Linked DNA regions of Mus musculus: region 2 is linked to region 1. Evidence: chromatin contacts called from public Hi-C data. All regions are on one chromosome and are shown on one strand. The core of a region is the stretch at or near the end of the contact, and the rest is flanking DNA. Distances in the headings are between cores, read along the strand shown.

Region 1 (5,068 bases), core at 1,515-4,014:
TCTCTTGGAGCAAGACATGAATGTCATATCCTCCAGGCCTTCTGCGTGGAAAAGTCAGCATCCTGGTCACCAAGACCTGAGTTTGAAGTCACCTTCCTGCTTTTACCTCACGGCCTTCAACAAGAGAATGACAGACATTTTGTAGATGAAATGGCAAATCCAGAGAGACAGATAATGAAAATGAAATGCCCCATCATGGTGTCTGGTACAGGGCAGAAAAATGAATGCGCACCAATCGCCCTGAACTCCACACTCCAGCGAGGGGTGAGGCAGGGGAAGGAGCTCTCCGTTCTGTCCACCCTGGGTCCCGATCACAGAAAGTCCCAGGCTACAGCAGCGCTGTGCCCAACTATCCTATATCAGCTTCAGCATGAAAGCTCGCTGTCTGAGAGCCTCAGCTGGTTTGCAGTAGAGGTGTCCAAACCTGAAATTCTAAAAGATCTGCTGCCTGGAAGGGGTCTCTTCCTTCCAGGACTCCGCAGATAGCAGTCCATTTGCTAATCTAACTCAACCATTTCCCCGCCAGGACAGGAAATCGCTAATGCCCTAGCTGGGGCTTCTTTTCAGTGCATGGCATGAGGGTGGGGTAGGGGGGCGGGCGTTGGAGGGTCCAGGGTGGGTGTGTTTACTTAGTGTATTCTCCCAGTCCATTCTGGATGGTCTGAGCCTCCGAAGCCCTGGCTGCCCCAGTTCAGCCCGTGACTCCTCTGACTCAGAGCTACCCTGGAGACGGTTCCTCCTCTGAGTCATCAGGCTGAGCTGCTTTCGAGGATAGTAGAGTCTGGCACTGCCCTCCATCTTCTCAGCAAAGGTGCTGGGCCTCCACACCCGAGTGCCAGCCCCACGCCTAATTAGGCTCACAATGCCCAGAAATCAAGGAACAAGTTCTTCGAGGTATCTGAGAGTGCAGAAGGTTCCAAGACTGGGACTTAGAATGCTCAGGGTTCTGTTCCAGCTCAGCCAAGTAGCTTGTGTGACCTTGGGCTAGTCACAGAACACCCGAAGCAGAAGGAGTAAGTGATCTACACTGGCTGTGTTGCACAAGGATGTTGAGAGGCCAAAAACCAAATGCAGACAATGAGGCACAAGTCCAGGAGCTTAACCTGGTTATAGGGACAAGACTTAGCATTTTATTTTATTTTATTTTATTTTTGGTTTTCTAAGACAGGGTTTCTCTGTGTAGCCCTGGCTGTCCTGGAACTCACTCTGTACACCAGGCTGGCCTTGAACTCAGAAATTCACCTACCTCTGTTTCTCAAGTGCTGGGATTAAAGACATGTGCCACCACTGCCTGGCTAGGGCTTAGCATTTTAAAGTAAGATTCATTCCTTTTCATTTTATATGTCTGAATATTTTACCTGCATTGTATGTTTATGTATGTGCTCCAGGAACATACATGCCTAATGCACCAGGAGGCCAGAAGAGTACGAGTATGGTACGCTGAAACTAAAGTGACCAGTTGTGAGCCATCATTCCAACGCTGGGAATCAAACCTGGGTCCTCTGCAAGAGCGGCATTTTAAAAATGAGGTGTCGGAAAAAATAGAGACCTCACTTAAATGTCTGGGTTTCTGGCTTCTCTGGGAAAATGAGCCGCTCCTGTCATATTCCTTCCTTTCACCGGATGAGGATAACCCAGCAGGCCTTAGTAGGCAGAGTCTGAGGCTGCTCTCCCTTGGGCCACAGACCCTCCCCCAACTCCTATTTGGGCTCCAGCACTGAGGCCATCATTCCCATTTGTTACTGCTATCATGAAAGCTTCGTGGAAATGAAGTCATCCTAATAACTATGTTTCTGTCGAAACGGAAATTAAATGTCTCTTGATTCAAATTATCTGTCCCATCTGGGTCACGATGTCAAAAATAAAACTCCTTGGGCTGCTTTCTGGGCATGGATTCTAGGAAGGTGGGCCAGGGGAGGTCACAGCTGGACTCTGGATACCTGCCAGCTGCCATCTCCTTCCCTCCCCCTTCTGTTGGTCCTCTCTGTGAGGGGTTAGGAGAAACCACTCCACTTCTCTTTCCAGGTGTTGGCCCAAGTGGTCCTTAGCTATCTGTCCATTCAAGCTTAGTAACTTTTAATTGGTACAAAGCTGCTGTGGAGATGGGTGTATGAAGAGAAGACGGATTTTTATGTGGAGCTGAAACATGGATTTGGAAGGAAATTGGAAGGGAAATGGCTTAGGAGACATCTAAGTCCTGTTGTGAACGACTCTCACACCCCCACACTGGGGCTAGGACCCCACTGCTCACAGGATCTCAGTTGTCAGGCCTTGGTTCGTGTTCTGATTTGGGCAGTTATTACCCTTACCCTGTCTGATACTGTTTCTCCACCATGGTGGGGACGGAAACGTCTAGACTCCAGAGTCTAGACAAACTTAGAAAAACGCACGGGGGAGCCCTGGGGAAATCTGGAAAGCGCCTTACACAGGCTGAGACTTTTCTGGTTTCTTTTCCAAAAGTTTTTCTTCTTAACTCTGTCCAAGGCTAAGACCCTCCCCTCGGTGTCGCAATTCTGCCCCTTCCTATACACCAAAGCCCGCGCCGCGTCAGGAAGGCGGGGACTCGGGTGGCGGCGGCGAGGATCCGGCTCCTGCGCTCCCAGTCCCGCAGCTGGCGCGGTAGGTGTGCCCACAGCTAGTGCGTCCCGGCTCCAGGCCCAGCCCGGCGACCTGAGGGCGCCCGGAGGGTGTGCGCGCCCGGGACAGCAGGGTGCGGCGGCGCGCGGTGCGTGCCGGACGCGGACGGTGCAGAGGAAGGAGGATCGTGCCACTGAAGACCGTGCAGCTGCAGCTGCGTGCACCCCGAAGCCGGGTGGGAGCTCGCGTTGCTCCTGCACAGCGGTCGCTTCCTGCCAGAACCCCGCGGTTCCCCAAGGTAAGTGGTCTGGCGTCCTCTCGCCCCGGACACACGCCCCGCGCGACCCAGGCTGCGCCCGCTGCGCTCCGCGACCCCTGCTAGCGCCGCGTCCCTGCAGAGGCTGCGGCAGCCTGAGCCGGGAGTCCGGAGGGTCGGGGAAGGAGGGTACCCGCTCTTGCTTTCCAGCTCTGGGTACTAGGGAGACCGTAGAAGGGGGATCTCGTCGTCCTTGAGACTCAGGTGGTGCAGACCCTCGCAGCTGTCCTCAGACGGACGCTGCGGTCCTGGATGCAGCTTACGGGACTGGGGGCGCCTCCCGGCTGGCTTACAGGACTACCTTAAATATCGCCGAGTCTCTTTCATTTTGCAAAACATCGCGCCTGTTCCCCAGCCCGCACCTCCCTCCTCCTAGGTGAAGTTTCTAGAGCTATGATGGGATGCGACCTTGGGCAGAGGGAGGAGGGCTGCCCTGCATCTGTGTGCTAGGCGCTGGCTGAGGATACTTTGCCAAGCCCATGTGCCTCTTGGTTAGCTCTCCTCCCCTCCCCATCTTCTTTAAGGTCAAATCTTTGACCCCAGAACTTTGTCGCTGCAGACTGACCAGTTACAGACAGGAGCTGAAAAGTCCATGCATTCTACGCTTGGCTGGAACCTACTCTCATCGTGCTACCCTGGGCTGCAGAAAACCAGACTACTACTTCCCAAGCATCCTGGGATACAGACTTGTAAGACCAGGGTGGGCATTTTCCAGGAGAAAGAGGCTATTCCATTTCAAGGATGTCCTCTGAGGCTTGTGCAAAGTCTTATGCAAACAGGACCAGGGGAGAATCACCTGCAGCCAGTGATGGGGTTACAGCCAAGAGAGAAGGCATCTCTAGTTTAAAGTGCAATCCCGGAGGACCTACCTGAGTAAACCAAATTGGGCTCCTTAGCTTCTCAAGACAGGGCACAGAAAAGCATGTTGCTTCCCAAGGAAGCAGAAGTGGGGTCCACTTTGGCATTGCCCTTAAAGTCCAGCCTCCTACCTCAAGGAGGCGTGATGTGTCTCAGGGACAGTGTGTTGTAGGAATGATGTAAAAGCCAGAGAAAAAGCACACACAAAAAAAGTTCAGAACCAGATATCAGGCAAGGTTTTCAGATACAAAGGTAAACAGAACCGTGCACTGGCTTCAGGAAGCTTGCTGTCCAATGACCAAGACGGAGTGAATCACATCACTCTGGTGTAGAATTCTGCTGCGTTCTCTGATTCTAAACTTGGGTTCCCTGAGAACTGGGGATGGGCTGAGCGTCAGAATGAAGGCTGAAAGCTAACTGGTTAGATGGTGGATTGACTTTCAGATGGAAGCAGCCTATGAGAGGACCCTGCCCAGCAGCAAGTCCTGTGCAGGAACTGAAAGCCTTTGTTTGCAGAGGAGAACCAAAAGCCCTATAGGCATGGCCCTTAGCTCTGCATTCCACTGACTGGGCTAATCAGTGTGTGTCTTCCTTTCTCAGTCATGATGTTGGCCTATTAGAGGCCCCTGTCTAGGCCAAATGCACAGAGAAAAACAACATGATGGGAGCTTTCTACCTACACCTTTGTTAAGGGTTCAGAGCAATGGTTCTTTCCCCATGCTGTTTCCTGCTGTCACATCCAACTCGAAGCTTGCAAAAACCTTTGCTCAGCATTCAAGGAAATAGCGTTGGAAGTGGTGGCTCATCCAGTCCTGTGCAGTTGGATCCATGTTGCGGGGAAAGAGGATGTAGGGTGGGGAGGGGTGCCCACATAGCATCGGACCTGGCCCCTGCCAACCTTGCTAGCCTCATTTCCGCCTTCCTACCCCTCCCTTGGCCTTCTGCAACTGCTGTGTGCCACTCCACATTACAATTGAGGTGGTTCCTCTAGCACACGCTGCCTGTCTCCTCTCCACGTCCTCACGCAGTGAATGCACGTGCTGCCACCAACCTCCACCATAAGCGTGAGCTTCTCCACAGTCTTCTTGACCACATGAGTTAAAAGCTGCCTTGCCTTTGTTTCCAGTGGCCTTGGGACATGTGCCTGTAGTGATGAGCATCTGTGGCACTGAGAACCCCTTATGCTGGACTCTCCGGTCATATTTGAATCTCAAGAGCCTGGCACAGAGCAGGGACACATAGAAAGTGCTCAGTAGATTATTTTTGAGATCGAAATCATCTAGTATTTCTTCATTTTTAATGGAGGAGGGATAACAT
Region 2 (5,068 bases), core at 1,867-4,366, 83 kb before region 1:
GGGAGAAGCATCGCCCCTCAATGTGGGCAGCACCATCCGATGGTCTGGAGTTACAGATAAAACAACAGCAGGAGGGAAGGAGTCTGCTGCAGTGAACTTGCTCTTTGACTCTGCTTCTGGCCACTGTGAGACAAGCATCTGCCATGTCTCCACTGTGGCGAAATTCTGCTTCAGCTCAGGTCCAAAATAATGGAATCAGGCAGCCAGAGACTAAAATCTGACACTGTGGGCCCACTCGAACCCCTTCTCTCCCACACTGTTTTTCTCAGGCACTTGTCCCGGTGGTGGAAAGGCTGGCTAGTGAACCAACATACCTAGACTGAATGTGTTCTTAGCTTAAGGCCTTTCCAGTGTGAACAACAAACCTTCCAGATCCTTGTGCTCAAAGTCGTCCTGGAGTGGACAGGGATGGCTGACAATGGAATTCTGGAAGTCAAAACAATTGCCTGGCTGGAACTGGTTTTGATCTATTGCTTTGGATCTCCGAACAGCCCCATGTGCTTACATCCCGATTTGTGTAAGGAAGTGTGGCAGATGGAAGAAACTCTTTCTCCCTCCATTACAGTGAAAACCATTGTTAAAAAGTGATAGGTTCTCTCCTGTACACGGGATGTGTTCTTCTAGCTGGGCTGCCTTGTTTGCTTCAGTAAGAGAGAAAGTGCATAGCTTCGCAGAGACTTGAAATGCCAGGGTTGGGGGATACCCAAGGAACCCCCAACCCACTTCTCTGATCAGAGGAGAAGGGGAGGAGGGATTGAAAATGGATAGTGGGAGGGGGTGACCCGGAGGGGGTTAGTCAGCAGTAAAGTGAATAAATTTAAATTTTTAAATTAAATTATTTAAATGATGGGTTCTTAGTGTCCTATTGTAAGCATTCCTTCTAATGCTTATTCTCCCATGATGAGAGAAGACTCTAGGCTGAGGGCCTCTTGGCTTCTGAACTGGGAGCATTGGAATCTCCCTTGACTGCTCTGGCTGTCTAGAGCAAAAGGCCTGCCGGTCAAGCAACCAACACTGTCCACGGTGAACACACCACGGAGGCCTTGAAGAAGCCACACAAGGATCCCAGCTGCTGAGGGTACTGCGCCAATCAGCAAGCTGGCAAGAACAACAGCAGCAGTGCCTTCCAGTGTTAAGGCTGTCATGCATGCGGCTCGTACCAGGGCCTCTGGTTCCTCAAATGTTCCAGCTCTTATCTAGATCCAACGCAGCCAGAGCCTTAGACCTAAGTGTGTTACAGCTCTCGCATAGATGGTGTGCTTCGATGGCCTTTGTGAACTCTAGGTGACATTGCAACCATTGTCACACGGGACAAAAGAGAAAAACTTTCCCTGGAGGGCTAGCAGACAAGCTTCTGTGATGAGTATGAGGAGGCCTGGCTATAATTGGTGCAAAACCAAACCTCGGTTTGCCTGTTAGGTATGCTGTGATTGTCCAAATGGCTCCCCTGCCTGGGCAGCATGGGAGAACTGACCCTGTTAGCATGGCTTTGGGAGGGCTGGCCCCAGCCCTTCACCTGGGCAGTGTGGTAGAGTTGGCCCTGGTAATGTGGGTGTGGAATTGAGTATGGGACAGTCAGCCTGAGGGCATGAGAGCAGGAGGGATGGCTCTGTCCCTTGCCAGTTGTGGCTGTGGCACTTGGGTGAACAGGATCTGCCTGTCCCTTGCTGAGGGAGTGCTGGAGTCCTGGCTCTGGTGGTGTGGGTGTGGGAGAGCTGGCCCCTCCCCTCAACTGGGCAAAGCTGAAGAGCTGTCCCTGGCACCACAGTGGCAGGCACAGGAGAGCTGGTAGGCTGAGCAACTTAGCTACCATGCAGGGCCAGATCCAGGGCTTTGAGCTGGCCCATCCCAACATTTACCCCATCTGTGGACCTCTAGAGTGTGTAGAGGTACCAGTCCTACAGAACCAACACTGCAGTATCTTCATGACACAAGGCAACAACAGGACATCCAAGAGGAGACTCCATGATTGTCCAGTACTGATAGTGTAGCTGAAACCAGAGGCCTCCAACCAGACCAATGAGCATTTGCAAGTAAATCTATTTGAGCAAAAGGGTATACTGTGTGACACACCATGACACACCTCAGCTTCCACAGTGAGATTATTTTGTTTTTGTTTTACTTCTCTTAACTTTTTCTTTTCTTTTGGGAGGGAAGTTACAAGGGTGAAAGGCAGATAAGAAGGGTTGGGGAGTGAAGTTGGAGTGCATGATGGGAAATTTACAAAGAATCAATAAAAAGTTGTTTGTTTGTTTGTTAGTTTGTTTTAAAGAGTTACTGTGGACATGACATCAATAGAAACCCTAAGACAGGGCCCAACAGAGACCAAACTGAGCACTTTACAAGATCTTTGTTAAAAGAAATTTTGGCCTACATACTATTTCTGTTTGGATAGAGCGGAGGGTCCCAGCCACCTTATTACTAATGGAGCCACTCTTATTGCATTCCCCTCTAACTTTAAATGTCATTTCTTAAGCCTTTCTCACTTACAAATCGACCTGGCAGATCTATAAGCAGAGGACACAGAAGGCTGTTCTTCATGGAAGTCACCAGGAGTGATGCAAAGGACCTTGGGGTTTGGTCAACAGCATTGGTGTTCTTTCTAGCTTTGCATCTTTTAAACAAAATAACTCCATGTCAGGGAACCATAAACTGTTGAAATAAGCCAGGCTTCACACAAAGTACTAAAATCTTCTGGGTGGTGTTTTATTTCTGGTCAGCATTTTAACAATTGCAAGAGAGAGACCATAAAGTGTTGAGAAATAATACATCTGCATAGTCAAAATGCTCTCATAGAGGTAAAGCAGACCCAGGCCATAATAAAAAATCATAGCCTTGGTTCAGATTTGACACTTTAGTATTTTAGTCTTCTATGTGAGTTTGAGATCACTGGACAGGAAGGAGCACAGAGCACTGTCTCTAAGCACTCCTCCCTCCTAGAGAGTGATTACGATCTTTCATGGGTCATTTTAAACAAACATACCGAAACGTTTAGGCATCACAAACTTAGCTCCAGTTTGCTTGCAAAACTAGGATACCACAGAAGGGAGAAAATATGATAAAGCAAAAGGAGTTTCAGACATTTTCAAAGCTTATTCATAACGGGTGGATGTCTATGCACTGTGGTAACCGTGTGCATTCCTGGTTGAGTAACCACACCCCACGGGTGGCTCCATACTCATGAAATGTCGGGGCAGCATGAATTGCATTCAGTAGGTTATTCTTTTAAAAAAGACACAGAGCATCTGCAAGGAGTTAGGGGAGAAGTGGGTGTGTGTGATTAAAATACATTGCATATATGTTTTAAATTCTCAAATAATCAATAAAACTATCATATTTTTAAATATCCTAAATTCTCCTAAGCCAAGGCCAAAGCCTTTCCTTGTCCTGTACCTTTGCAGGGATGGCTTTGTTCAGTCATTCTTGATATCTAGCAAGATAACGTCTACATCACAAAGCAGGCATCACAGAAGTCTTTGGGTCCTGTCTTCCCAGCATTTGCCTAGTCTTCACTTGACTTTCCCCATCTCAGTATTCCCACTCTGATCCTTCCTCTCCACTGCCACAGGAGTCGTCTTTCCAAACGCACATTTGTACCCTGTCCTGTCCCCCCCCCTCTGTATGGCCACGGGCTCAAGTCCCAGGCTTAGTCCCATGTACTCGGTCCAGTGAACTACACTCCCCCTGTCTTCGTTTCTTTGTCTGTGGCTATTACAAAATATGGACTAAAGCAAAGTGAAGGAGAAAAGGTATTTTTTTTAGCTCATGGTGCAAGTACATCCTGCATGGCAGGGGAGTCAAGGAAGCGGGAGCTTGAAGCAGTTGGTCACATTGCATCCGTATTTGGGAAACAGAGAGGGACAATTTAAGCTGACCTTTGGTTTATTTTCTCCTTTTTATATACAACTCAGCTGGGCGTGGTGGCACACACCTTTAATCCCAGCACTTGGGAGGCAGAGGCAGGTGGATTTCTGAGTTCAAGGCCAGCCTGGTCTACAGAGTGAGTTCCAGGACAGCCAGGGCTACACAGAGAAACCCTGTCTCAGTAAAACCAAATTAATTAATTAATTAATTAATTAATTAATTAATACAGCTCAGAGAATGTTTCCACCCAGAGTGGTCTTCCAAGAAAATCTCCATAGGCACGCCCAGAAACCATTCTCCCAGGTGAGTTTATATTCTCTCAGGTTGGCGTCAATAAAAATTATATCTCTCTTCCAGGGCTACTCTTCAAACAGACCAAATTATTTGGGTTATGCTAATTTCTCAAATCCTCAGGGTCTCTCTGTATAGACGCCTTTGCTCAGAATTGTTTCTTGGCTTCTTTTCTTCCAGTTCTCTCTCCTCAGTTACCCTTGAAGACTCTGTCTCCATTTAAATAGCCAGTTCAATCTCCTTGTGAGCCTTTCTTGTCTATCCTTCCTTTGACTACATTTTCAGCTTTGGTGGGCCACTGCTTTCTGGACTCACTGTTGCAAATCTGGAGGTCGTCAGATTAATAATAATAATAATAAAAAAGCTATTCTCTGAAGAAAATAATATTCCAGCAAAAGAAGGCCTCACTGAGAATGGGGTCCATTACAGCATCTTTACATGGTCATTTCTCACTGTACTCAGCTCTAGCAGAGAGCTGTTGAGTTCTTTGTGTATAAATATCAAGGTCTCTTCTCTGTTGTTACTGTTGCTGATGTGTGTTCATAAATTTTCATTGTTTACATTCATTATAAATGGAACTATGTCACATATGGAGAGTTTCATCTAAATATGCTTTGTATGTTGGGCTTATTCCTCTCCCCCACGCACTCCCCGATCTTTTGTTCCATTTTGCCCAGTCATAGGTGATTTCATGTATCTATACAAAAATCTAAGAAGGAGTATCTCCAGTTGCATCAATTATTCTGCAAACAACATGATTTCATTTCTCTTTGTAGCTAAAAAAAATCTATTATGCGTATATACCTACTACCCACTCCCCTATTATAGAACTGCTAGATTGGTTCCATAAATTATCTATTATGAATTGCTCCTCAATAAACATTGATATGGAATTGTCTCTGTGATATGTTGG

Evidence for each region. Hi-C and Micro-C count contacts between places; a contact is called where the count stands out from the background.
Region 2: a contact with region 1 is called in a Hi-C map of uterus. The contact joins the enhancer-like site here to the promoter of Kank4 in region 1. A contact is called at or near these places in 3 of 39 promoter capture datasets (embryonic stem cells and second pharyngeal arch cranial neural crest), 2 of 484 Hi-C or Micro-C datasets (nephron progenitors and uterus), 2 of 115 datasets of contacts at active chromatin or transcription factors (both in embryonic stem cells) and 3 of 9 other capture datasets (adipose tissue, embryonic stem cells and pancreatic islet).

The regions. Positions count from the first base shown.
Region 1 is chr4:98,815,233-98,820,300 of GRCm38.p6, reverse strand. It overlaps Kank4 (KN motif and ankyrin repeat domains 4), which reads left to right and starts at 2,764. Exons shown (of 10, transcript NM_172872.3): 1 at 2,764-2,875. It overlaps I0C0044D17Rik (RIKEN cDNA I0C0044D17 gene), which reads left to right. Exons shown (of 3, transcript NR_151512.1): 3 at 1-1,826.
Region 2 is chr4:98,898,764-98,903,831 of GRCm38.p6, reverse strand. No RefSeq gene overlaps it. Among named protein-coding and RNA genes, the nearest start is that of Usp1, 23 kb to the left of the region's middle. Within about 2 kb of position 3,116, at least 9 of the 459 cell types and tissues checked have an H3K27ac peak or open chromatin away from gene starts, as enhancers often do. A contact at or near this core is called in uterus, where this site is marked.